2 separate regions of the Zea mays genome follow, and region 1 is linked to region 2. Evidence: chromatin contacts called from public Hi-C data. All regions are on one chromosome and are shown on one strand. The core of a region is the stretch at or near the end of the contact, and the rest is flanking DNA. Distances in the headings are between cores, read along the strand shown.

What was found. A called contact is a pair of places that touch in the nucleus more often than the background predicts.
Region 1: a Hi-C map of ear shows a contact between it and region 2, with 2.1 times the contacts expected there. The contact joins the promoter of LOC103652890 here to the promoter of LOC103652889 in region 2. A contact is called at or near these places in 3 of 25 Hi-C or Micro-C datasets (ear, leaf and tassel).

Annotation. Positions count from the first base shown.
Region 1 is chr4:17,141,444-17,147,767 of Zm-B73-REFERENCE-NAM-5.0, reverse strand. It overlaps LOC103652890 (putative serine/threonine protein phosphatase superfamily protein), which reads left to right and starts at 2,256. Exons shown (of 4, transcript XM_035967200.1): 1 at 2,256-4,400; 2 at 4,606-4,762; 3 at 4,916-5,361; 4 at 5,746-6,049. The coding sequence starts at 2,394. The coding sequence ends at 3,662. LOC103655133 reads left to right here. Exons shown (of 4, transcript XM_008681935.2): 2 at 1-135; 3 at 223-252; 4 at 416-522. The coding sequence ends at 493.
Region 2 is chr4:16,927,157-16,933,474 of Zm-B73-REFERENCE-NAM-5.0, reverse strand. LOC103652889 (putative disease resistance protein At1g50180) reads right to left here and starts at 3,363. Exons shown (of 3, transcript XM_008679873.3): 1 at 2,952-3,363. The coding sequence starts at 3,217.

The sequences.
Region 1 (6,324 bases), core at 1,007-3,506, 220 kb before region 2:
CGCGCTCCATCGAGAACATCGAGTGAGGTGGTGTGCTGCTGCTCTAAAGAAGGGAGGAGAGGAAGTAGCGACAAGGTCGCCAAGACCACCTGGCGCGATGTCTCCTACCAGATCACCAAGATCAACATGTACAAGGTGGTCCAGCCTCGAGCCCTCTCCCTGCATGCTTCCATTGATTTTTTATTTCATTCCAATCGATTTGTCGTGATATATGCAATGCAGGATGGTCGGCATGTACAAGATATGCTTAAGGTGAGGTTGCAATTCAGGATGTACATATATTTCTTGGGCTTGAATTTGTTTAATCTAAATAGATTATTTTTTATCCAATCCAAATTTCCAATGACTTGCCATATCATTAGCATCAGAGGCTCCATAAAGCAGCTCTACTGGGATTAACGGATTCACTGTCAAGGTCAAACATCACTATGATATTGCTGAGATGGTCCAATCAGTGACAATGCTGGTGGTATTGTTGAGATGGCTGGAATGAGCCACAAAATCTGAGAGAACTGATGCTCTTGGTGCTACTGGCAACACAACTGCTGCTATTAGAAAGGTAGAAATGCTTTTTATCCATTTGTTGGCTCAATTTGTTCATTTGTCACTGCCATCATTGGCACTATTGGTAGGGTATGTATTTCTTAATATTTTAACATATGAGAATGAACTAATGAAGTAGTAGTAGCAGCAGATAATATACAACAAAAGAACCATTGTACTCGTCTGGTAACCTAATTCATCTGTATCTCTATTTTGCATGAGGTTTGTTCATCCCTAATCAATGCTAATTTCATGCTTAAACATATTGCATCGTAGCTTAATAAGGGGCGCGCGTGTGTATATATAGGTATGCATTGCCCTTCTGTTTAACTTCTGGCATTTTAATAATGGTATGCATTTCTCTTCTGTTTAACTTCAATAGGATGTGCTTCTCCTAAATCAGAAAAAAAGAAGCGCATCCGAAGAAACCATTTCTGGTTCTCCTCACCTCCCAACCCCAGATAATGCCACTCATATACTCATTTTTGATACACTAATAACACAATATTTTTAGTTTTTGAACATGTGGGTTCTGACAGAGTACTTGGAGATTGAATTCAAGATTCTGGAACCATTCTGTGAGTCTGATATTGAGAGGCTAATAGATGGCACATTATAGGGAAACCTATAGCAGCTGACACGAGCAGAGTTAGGGGGGTTAAGTTTTAGGTTTTAGGTTGTTTATTTAGGGTACATAGAAGCAGAAAGGAAAAGGTTGATGCCTTTTACTTAGATGTCATTAATTTGGAGCACTCATTTTCTTGCTCTATCCATTTCCTGTTTGTAATTTTCGTCGGGCTTCGGCAAAAAAACTGACAAACGAGTTGTGCTCCAACTTCTAATCTCTGATTCAATGTGAAATGGAATTATTCCTTTTGTTTTGCTTGTATGCAGTTAGCGGCTTCTGATTGTAGAAATTGTCATTCCGTGTACTCAAATCACACCGAGCATTCCATGTATTTGAAGGAAGGGGAGCTGGCTACCTCTTCTAGAGAGACAAGCAGTAGGCGGTGGATTGCTGCTAGCAAGTTTTCTAAGTTCATGATGTCAGAGTATATTCTTTAAAAAGTGACTTACTCTGGCACGTACCTTACTATATCTTTTAAGATATGAAAACATCTACTTTTAGTGATGCTAACAAAAGTATAGAATAATAATTAGTATTTTTGCATATCAATGTATCTTATCATATTGATTCCATAGCAACAGACGAATATACACCTATATCTTTTAAGGTATGTAAACATTTACTTTTAGTGATACTAACAAAAATATAGAATAATAATTAGTGTTTTTGTATATTAATGTATGGGTATGATCACAAATAAATTATGAAACCTTTTCCTATAATATTATAACACATTTGTACATGAGTTATCGTGGTATTTTATCTTCCTGTTGCAACGCACGGGCATTCACTTAGTTATAAATCAAGACTGATAGAGTAATATATTATGAAAATATTATAATTTAAACTAAAGCAACTATTTCAATAAAAGATAATATGATTCATTCACCAAAATATTCACCAAAACCCTATATATATATATATATATATATAAGTTAACGGTAGACTGATTTGGTGGACATGAATCATATGGGGGAGAAATTCCCTTACTATGTAAAATTAAATAGCAACTAGATTCCTCTATTATGGATCTACCAAATCAGCCCTTAAACCAGAGTATTTGGCCGTTGACGTTTTGCAAAGGTCATTGACTACATCTACGGTGCAGGGTAGGCCAATTCATGTGCTATCTTTAAAAGGCGGGCCGCAACCTATCTTCAGCTCACCCGCGCACGCCGCAAAAACGAATCCGGAATCCCTGCCGGAGCACAAATAGAGAAAGATGGCGGCGGCCCCGTCCCCCTCCGTCCCCGCCTGCAGCGACCTCCCGGCTGCCGTATCCGCCTTCGCCGACGCGTTCGTGGACTTTGCCGTGTCCGGCATCTTCTTCCCGACCTTCCCGTCCTCCTCCTCGCCCCCTCCTCGCCCGAAGACTCCGACCACCTTCCTCCCTTCCTTATCCCGGCTCGTCGCCATCGGAGATCTCCACGGGGACCTGCCCAAGTCCCTCTCCGCGCTCCGCCTCGCCGGCCTCGTGCCCCCGTCTTGCACCCCCGACTCCCCCTCCGCCTCCTCCTCATGGGCCGCGGGGCCCACCCTCGCCGTCCAGCTCGGCGACATCCTCGACCGCGGCGGCGACGAGCTCCGCCTCCTATACCTACTCCGCCGCCTCTCCCTCTCCGCAGAGAGCCGCGGAGGCGCGTTCCTCCCCATCCTCGGCAACCACGAGGTCATGAACGTCTCCGGCGACTTCCGCTTCGCCACGCCGCAGGGTTTTCAGGAGTTCTCCGCCTGGGCAGGGTGGTACCGCGCGGGGCTCGCCATCAAGCGCCGCTGCGGCGAGCACCTCGACCCGCAGCCGAGGAACCCCTTTCTCGGCGTGCCCAAGTCCTTCCCCGGCGTCAAGCCGGAGTTCTGGGACGGGATGCGGTCCCGCCTCGCCGCCCTCCGACCCGACGGGCCCATTGCGCGCCGGTTCCTGGCCGACCTCCCTACCGTGCTTGTAGTGGGCGACTCGGTGTTCGTCCATGGAGGGCTCCTCGAGGCCAACGTCGAGTACGGCCTGGAGCGGATCAATGCGGAGGTCAGCGAGTGGATCCGCGGCGAGGGTGGCGACAATGCCAGGGCGCCCGAGTATGTGCGAGGCCGGGACGCCGTGGTCTGGCTGAGGAGGTTCTCCGACGGCTTCGATTGTGACTGCAAGAGGCTGGAGGGGGTGCTTGGGATGATCCCTGGGGCCAAGAGAATGGTGATGGGGCACACAATTCAGACAGTGGGGATCAATGCAGTGTGTAGCGCACAGGCGGTGAGGGTGGATGTGGGGCTGTCAAGGGGATGCGGGAACGGGCTGCCTGAGGTGCTTGAGATCAATGCTGGTGGCACTGATGTCAGGGTGATCACGACGCCTCCCTCAGAGGCCTGGATGTATAGGAAGCAAGAGGTGGAGAAGGCTGCCGCAGCGGTCGCGGAGAAGAGCGTTGAGGTGAAGGATGGGCTTGCGTTGCTGGTAAGAGAGAGCCATGGGTTAAAAGAGGTAGGAGTTAAGGCTTAGGCTAGGATTGTTTGGGTAACCCACAATTGGGATTGCTTTGGTGAATTTGGTAAAGAAGACTAGTTATGAGAGAGATTGTTTGTAGGAATCATTACCTGTTAGTGGGTTGGTATCCACAAAAGAAAGGAAGATCTACCATTATGTTTTATTTTTCAAGATACAATAGTGCATTGCTGATATATATACCTACAATTAACGGTCCAATTGTGCAGTTGTTTTTGAACTTTTGTGTAGTATATTTCCCCAATGTTACTTTTCTGTTAATGCTGATCATGAACGATTTTGGTCTGATTTGGTGTAGAGAATCAACAGTCTCTAGAACACTTTTATGGCTGATTGGCTACAGTTCGGCTCTGTTTTTGTCATATCATTTAGTAGCCAAGTTCCTACTGAAGATTTTAGTACGGATCCTTTCTAATTAAGCTCACTGTTTGGAAATTGTGAGTTGAAGCTATCATTTGATTCTTTGGAGCCCATGGATTTGACATCAATGTTAAGTTTTCATTTGTACAAACACCATAATCAATGATTGATGATTGCACAAGCAAATAACCAGTTGGAGTGCTGAAGTGACAGACCAGCTGAAACGAGTATAACACAACAGAAGTTTGGTAATTATGAGAAGCATCAAGGAAATAGTCTTCTCGTAGTGATCATGGCAACACTTACTGACAAGTTGATGAAGTTGAGGGAATTTATAGCAAGATAGAGAGTTGTTGAGGTACTTCTGAAATGGAGGTAATGGTCATTATCTCCCCATTCTCCATATTTATTGTTCAACGTCACACTACCAATGCTGATTGATGTGTAGAAGTTGAGATGTGCAAATTTCTGCAGTCGTTTTAGTTGAAACATACTGCATAACCTTGTCAGACATGATCACATATGAAATTCTGCTAATCCAGCCTAAAATATGTTTCCTGAAACATGATTGCTGTTCCAGTGCGCCTGCAACGTGTGTGAGGGTGATAGGCTATGTGCATATCCTAACAATCAGTGAGGAGTTTGATTACTACCCATATCGATGTGTATGTTGTGCGGAAAAGGAATTTGACAAGTGGATAGTATTGCCATGCGGAACAGCAAGTAGACAAGGAAAGGTATCTCGAATGTGATTTGCATTTGCATCCTAGCTGTAACCCCTTTTTTCCACAAATTTTCTCCCCACTGGGTCGTTGAATTGGTCTCGTGTTCCTATCTCGTGTACTGTGTTCCTACCTCATCTTGTCTTGTCTCCAAACTGTTTTTTGTAGATGTTTTCCATGTTTGGTCCAGCAATTTTCTCACATGCTCAATGCACGCGGATGGCGATGTGATCAGACTTCTCAAGGCAGTTTGCAGTGATGTGGACACCTAAATTTATCCACCGATTTGTTGTCTTGTGCTCTGTTGTGTCTGATGTGATGTGCAATCTTTTCTTTTTGTTTTTGCGGCGGCCTAGTGGAAATCTCTTCGACAGTTCTATTACCTTTTGTTGTTGGTACATAGTCCAATTTGTGCTGGCAGGTGCTCTAAATGCTCATAATAAACTGGAAAAAGAACATGGTGGCTGCCGAAGTTTGCGTGGGCAATCAGGGGTTTCCTTCTCTCGAGTCCTGGCAGAAGTGTTGAAGAATTGATTGAGTATTCAGCACGGTGGAATTTTCAGAGTTGCAGAACTTCGAAGCGAAATACTGACTGAAGTGCCTGAAAATACAAGGTTCTGTTTTCTCCACACAATTTTGATTCGTCCATTTGTACTCTTTTATTCTTAGAAAATAAGTTATTACATCAGTCGGATAGAAATTCTTCCTTTTTCATGGGAATTTTTCTTGGTGCACGAACAAAACTATTTGTAATGTACTCTCTCGTCCTAAAAATATTAGTCGTTTTAGCATTTGAATAGATTTATATAATATTTAATATATGTGTTTTATATATGTCTAGATTTATTGTCATTTATTTGAATATAAATATAAAATTTAAGGGCTAAAACAAATAATATTTTAGGATGTAGGGAGTATTTGTTTTCTCCATTACATTCCTGGGATTTTTTTCCCTTTTGAACGGGAAGGTGAACCTATTTTTAATTGACTGAAAACAGAATCTGAAGACGATCAGCTCGGCACATTGTCGTGGGGCGGCAGCCCAGAGCATGGAGAGTTGAAGGCCATAGGGATAGGCTCAGGGTTAGGATTAGTGGATAAAGATTAGATTATATAAGATTGAGTTAGTTACTTAGGATTAGATTAGATAAGATTGTGTTAGTTACTTACTTTGGATTAGATTAGATAAGATTGAGTTAGTAACTTGTGGGCAAGTCTTTGTATCTATATAAGGATGGGTTGTACCTCCTTAAAGAGGAATCAATCAATGAATCAATAAAGAAGAATTAGGTCTTGTTTCAATCTCGCGAGATAAACTTTAGCAGCTTTTTTTAGCTACTTTTAGCCATTTGTAATCTAAACAGGAGAGCTAATGGTGGTAATTAAAGCTAAACTTTAGCACTTCAATTCATATAGCTAAAGTTTAGCAGGAAGCTAAAGTTTATCCCGTGAGATTGAAACAGGGTCTTAGTCTTAGATCTCTCTAATAGTCTAATCCCCCTAAGCCGACTCCGCTGAGATCCTTTTCCATGACTTCTGCTGACTTACCGTGATGAGCTCGGTCATGACAGGACAGA
Region 2 (6,318 bases), core at 2,114-4,613:
AGAGGAGGGAACGTCAAGAGATGGAGGCGAGGATAATGGCGGAGCGGGCGGCGGCTGATCAAAGGATGGCGGAGATGTTCCAGTACATGCAGAGCCTTGGCGCCGCACAGGGCATCGCTCCGCCACCTCCATTGTTCCCCCCAGTTGACCCTACTCTCTTCCACACTCCTGTGAGTATCAAAATTGTAGTTACATGTTTGTAATGCATCTGGTATAACACATGCAATCTCTTCTCTGTGCAGGGCCAATCTGGGGCGGCATCCAACAACCCTCCGGAAGGGTTCAGCCCAACGCAGCCCCGGTCAAACCGCCCACCTCCATGAGTGTTGTGTTTTCATTGTTTTAGACTTCAAAACTTATGTATAATACTTATGTCTGTGTTTGATACTTATGTGAGAGCTTGCGACGTTTGAGACTTATGTTTGTGTTTAATACGTGTGTTGAACACTTATGTTTGTGATGGATATTTATGTTTGTGTTGGCTATTTATGTCTGTGATGATATCTGTGATGTATATATATGATATATATGTGATATCTTCTGTTTGTGTGGATGGAATACAAAAACAAATAAAAAAGGTATATACTGGTCACTTTGCCGAGTGTTACACTCGGCAAAGAGCCTCTTTGCCGAGTGTCTGGGTCATAACACTCGGCAAAGAGCACAGACCTGGACACCGGCTTAGGTTCTTTGCCGAGTGTTATGTCGCTGACACTCGGCAAAGAGGTCGTCTTTGCCGAGTGCCACTTAAGACACTCGACAAAGAACCTGACATGGGGACCCTCCCTGGCGGTTTCTTTGCCGAGTGTCACTTGTGACACTCGGCAAAGAAGTATTCTTTGCCGAGTGCTGCCTGGAAGGCACTCGGCAAAGCAGACTTCTTTGCCGAGTGTCACAAGAGACACTCGGCAAAGCCACCGTCTCCGTCACCCAACGCCGTAACGACCACTTTTCTTTGCCGAGTGCTCTCTAGCACTCGGCAAAGAGTTTTGCCGAGTGCCTGACAAAAAGCACTCGGCAAAGGAGGCTTTGCCGAGCCTTCTTTGCCGAGTGTTACACTCGGCAAAGCCTTTGCCGAGTGTTTTTAAGGCTTCGCCGAGTGCTTCAGGCACTCGGCAAAGCTATTGATTCCGGTAGTGCCTTCTGAGGTTGAACTTTGATGAGAATCAAGTTTTGGATATATCCAGTGTTGGACTTAGAGAATTCGTTTTAACTAGTTAGTTCACTGAAGAAGAGAGATCCGTAGGGCACTCTTCTAGATGGAGCACAACAGGGCGCCTGGTCCGGATGGTTTCCCTGCGGAGTTCTTTCAAGTGTTCTGGTCGGTTATTAAGAATGATTTGTTGGCTAGTAGAATTACCCCTTTTTAGTCTAAATTTTGGTACAACCATTCTTCTGCCCAAGTGCAGGGATGCTGAGATAATAACAGTTTAGAACCATCTGTCTACTGAATGTAAGCTTTAAGATCTTTACTAAAGTTCTTACAAATAGGATCTCAACCCTTGCTTCAAAGACTGTTGGTCCTACTCAATCCGCTTTCATTCCTGGTAGAAATATTATGAAAGGGGTGGTTGTATTGCATGAGACTATACATGAATTGCATAGCAGAGCGGAGTAATTTCAAGTTTGACTTCGAAAAAGCCTATAATAAGGTGAAATGGTCATTTGTCCAACAAACCTTAAGGGTGAAGGGCTTTTCGAATACTTGGTGTGAGTGGATAGACTCTATTCTGACTGGAGGTCATGTGGGAATCAGGGTCATGCCTGAGGCAGGGCGGGAGGGGCGGCCGACCTGGGCCCCCATCTCCCAGGGGTCCCACCGCACACAAAGTCCAATAGGAATATAGGATAGAAACATATATTATTTACTATACCAATATATTTTTGAGTTTGTTAAGAGAATGGATTGCTATCCCAATATATTTGTTGCTTATCAGATATTATTTACTATACAATAACTGTGGCATCAACTGAAAGGAGTTTCTCAAAGCTTAAGTTATTGAAGAATTATTTAAGGTCTACAATGTCTCAAGAAAGTTTAAACGGGCTAGCAACTTTATATATCGAGAAGAAATTATTAGATGATGTCAATATTGAAGCCATCATTGATGATTTTGCATCTAGAAATGTTAGAAGACATTTTTAAGTTGATCTCTACAATATATATGAGGTAATAATCTTACTTCTATTTTTTACTGCTCAAGTCTTTCTGTGGTACATCAAGTATAATTAGTTGATATATATATAATAGTAAAAAATAGTTTTTATGGTGTTGGGGTCTCTGTTTGTAATCTTGTCCCGGACCCTTCAAAAGTCAGGAACGGCCCTGGTGGGAATCAAGGCAAATGACCAAATTGGGCTTTTCAAGCTAGTTAATGAGGATCGAGTATGGCAAAGGATGTTGCGGAATAAATATCTTAAGAGGACACCTTGTCAAAAGTATCCTACAGGCCAGGTGATTCTCATTTCTGGTCTGCAATTATGAAAGTGAAAATTTTGTTTTTTACCTAGATCTTTCGTTTTAGGTAATGGTGAACAAATAAAATTCTGGGAGGATGTGTGGATGGAAGACAAACTGCTCATGAGGCAATATGCCAATATCCTTCACTATATCGTATTGTGAGACAGAAAAGTGATACGGTTGCGTCTATCTTGAGTTACAATTCCCCTCAATGTTGTGTTTCGTAGGACGCAGCGGGGTCAGAACTTAGCTTTGTGGTATGATCTTGTTAATCGGGTGGTGCTCATCCCGCTGAGTTCTAATAGAGATGTTTTTAAGTGAAGAGTCACATCTTCTGGTCAGTTCACCGTGCAATTAATGTATCACAGGTACACACTCAGCTTAGATATTGGGCTCAGCTACAAAAGGATGAAGCTGATGGAGTTTTTAATAAAGAATGTTTTTGCCGTCACAATTGGTTGGTGTCAAAGTCGTGGTATATTATACGTACCTTGAGAGATCGATTTGGACGAAGTACTGGTCGACGGCGTCTTCGGCGTCGAAGACGGCGTCGCGGGTCTGCTGCAGCCACACCTTGATGAGCTCGTTGGGCTGCACGCGGCGCGACGGCTGGACGTCGTGCAGGAACGCCTGCATCCACATGAGCTTGTCCCGGAGGCTCCGGATGTCCTCGTTCACGGCCACCAGCGTCCGCGCCTCACTCACCGCCACCTGCTGCAGCTTCCACAGCATCGACCCCACGATGGCCTCCGCCATCTTGCCTTGTTGCTTTTCTTTTTTTTCTTGACGATTATTAGTTTACTGGGTCGTCATCATCTCTCCCTCTCTCCCCCTCGCTCTCTCCTTCTCCTTTAATTTGCTCGCTCTGGATTATTCAGAAACCTAGATAGTGCATAGTTTCTGAAGGGAGGAGGTCTGCATGGAATGGATATTTATGCACGCGCACCAGCACGGCGCGGCATGCAATATTCTAGCTTAGTCCAGTACGGCAGGGAATCCTTATTTCTTCTTGCCGCGCGCGACAGGGAAGAATAAAGCCAGCAGCCTGCAATAGTTCACGCGTAGTGTAACTTTTCAGTAATCAGCCTCTCTTTGCAAGGAACAAATCCTTTGCGCGCGATGTTTCCGGTTCGAGCATCCACTAGCACATCCAAAAAAAAAAGGAAGTGTTGTTTCCTGCTCGAGCATCCATTGCTTTACTAAAAAGCTAAGTACTTCTATCATTACCGGTTTCAAACTAGCCATCTCACATCTATTTGCCAAGTTTCCAGCTGTTAGGGGCATTCATTACCGTGCGTGTATTATTTCCTAGACCCGAGCAGCGAATAGTGCAGAGCGAGCACTATAACCCACAAATCCTGCTCTAGAAATTTGGAGATAACCACCACACCACACGTACCTTAATGTTTATAAAATTTATACTAATTTATTAAGAACCTAATATAGACACCTGGTGTTACCACGGCTTCACTCCGTGCTGACACTCGGGGCCTGTCCCAACTGGTTCTCCCGCACCACACGCCGCAGTGTTTAGAAAAAAACAATAATTATATTTTAATAAATATCTCAATACCTATTTATATTATATATAACAATCATAACAAAGCACGGACAACTGACTTAACTTATGGCTATATATATATATTGTATATTAGGAGCTTTGGGCTTCCAATAACTAAAGGAAGCCCAGGCTAGATAGTGCAATCCGGTCGAGCCGGGCTTCCAATAACTAAAGGAAGCCCAGGCTAGATAGTGCAATCCGGTCGAGCCGGAACAGGTCCAGATGTCTATAAAAGAAAATCCGTAGTGCTAGGGATCAGTTTTTCATGCCCCATCTCGATTCATTATCGACGACGGTTGTCCGATAGCGCGCGCGGCGGTGGACCCCCGGCCAGTGGCTGCGGTGGCCGCGGCTCCCAGACCTCGACATGCGGTGGTGGCGGTTCCCAGGCCGGCGGCGGCGGCCCCCGATCCAGAGGGCGAGCGACGACAATGCCCTTGTGCGGTGGCGGCGGTTCCCAGGCCGGTGGCCGCAACTCCATTATCTCGACGTGCGGTGGCGGAGGTTCCTCTATCCGGAGTAGTGGCGGCGGTTCCCCGATCCAGAAGGCGAGCGACAGCGGGGCCCTTGTGCGGGCAAGCGGCGGCGTCCCCGAAGCCCCGAGGAGGTGGCACTTCCAAGGCCGGCGAGCAAGCGACGCCCGTCGACGTGCGAGTAGCGACGGCGACGCATGAGGCGCGATGTTCGAGCGAGCGACGTCACGGAAGGCGCGAGATGCGCGCAACGAAGATCACATGTGACATCCTCCGATCCGGCGCAGTTTTCTTTTCGATTATTGTGTTTTATGCTTACCACATGTATTATTTACGCTAAAAACTGTACGATTTTATGCTTGAACACGGAATTTGTATATCAGTTTACTGCTTGCACATTGGAAAGGCAATTCCTTGATTTATGTTGTTCATAATTTGCGCACATGCAATGGAAACTCCCACGATTTTGCCATAATTTTTGGATCTGTATAAAAATAGAAACTGCATGCATGCGACTGCCATGTTTTTCGGATCTGTCATAAAAATAGGATCATAATAACAACCTACTAGAGCTATCAACCTCTCATTGATTCGGTATTTACGCTTATAATTGAGGGATTTTATGCTCAAAACTTAAGGTTATTACGCTCCGCCCGAAGGTGCGTCCACCAGTGAACAATATGCCAGATTTTTTACGCGGTGTAAGGAATTGCATAAATACCTACACCGTGTAGTATAATTTGTTTCAGTATACATCATAAACTAGTTCTAATGCGTTTAGCTGCATGGCTGTTGGAGTGATCCTATATTTATATATGAAGGAAATAAAACATTAAATGCGATTTTTGTTTCTATGCATGCAATTTATTTCCTTTCATTGCATATTCTTTTCATCATAAATTTGTGTGCATGCAGCTGGTAACAGATTTTTACGCAGTATACCCAATTGCATAATTATCTACACAGTGTAGCATATTTAGTATCACTATATATCATAAAATAATAATTACGAAACTAGCTGCATGGCTGTTGCAGTGATCCTAAATTTATGGAGGAAATAAAACATTTAAAATAGAAACCATCACACATATCTTTCCTAAATTTACGCGCATGCAAGAGAACGTGTTTGACTCATGCATGCATTTTGCCATAATTTTTGGATCTGTATAACCGCATGCATGCGGCTGCCATGTTTTTCGGATCTGCCATAAAAATAGATCGTAATAACAACCTACTAGAGCTATCAACCTCTCACATTGGCTCGGTATATACGCTTATAATTGAGGGATTTTATGCTCAAAACTTAAGGTTATTACGCTCCAACTCGGAGATGCGTCCACTAGTGAACAACATGCCAGATTTTTTACGCAGTGTAATAAATTGCATAAATACCTACACCATGTAGTATAATTTGTATCAGTATATATCATAAACTAGATTTAATGTGTTTAGCTGCATTGCTGTTGGAGGGATCTTATATTTATGAAGGAAATAAAACATTAAATACGATTTTTTTGTTTCTATGCATGTAATTCATTTCCTTTTATTGCACATTATTTTCATCATAGATTCGTGTGCATGCAGCTGGTAACAGATTTTTACGCAGTATACCGAATTGCATAATTATCTACACTGGGTAGGATATTTAGTAGCAGTATATATCATAAAATGGTCCTTACGAGTCTAGCTGCATGGCTGTTGCAGCGATCCTAAAATTATGGAGAAAATAAAGCATTTAAAGATAGAAACCGCCACACATATCTTTCCTAAATTTACGCGCATGCAAGGGAACATGTTTGACTCATGCATACATTTCCTTTTTT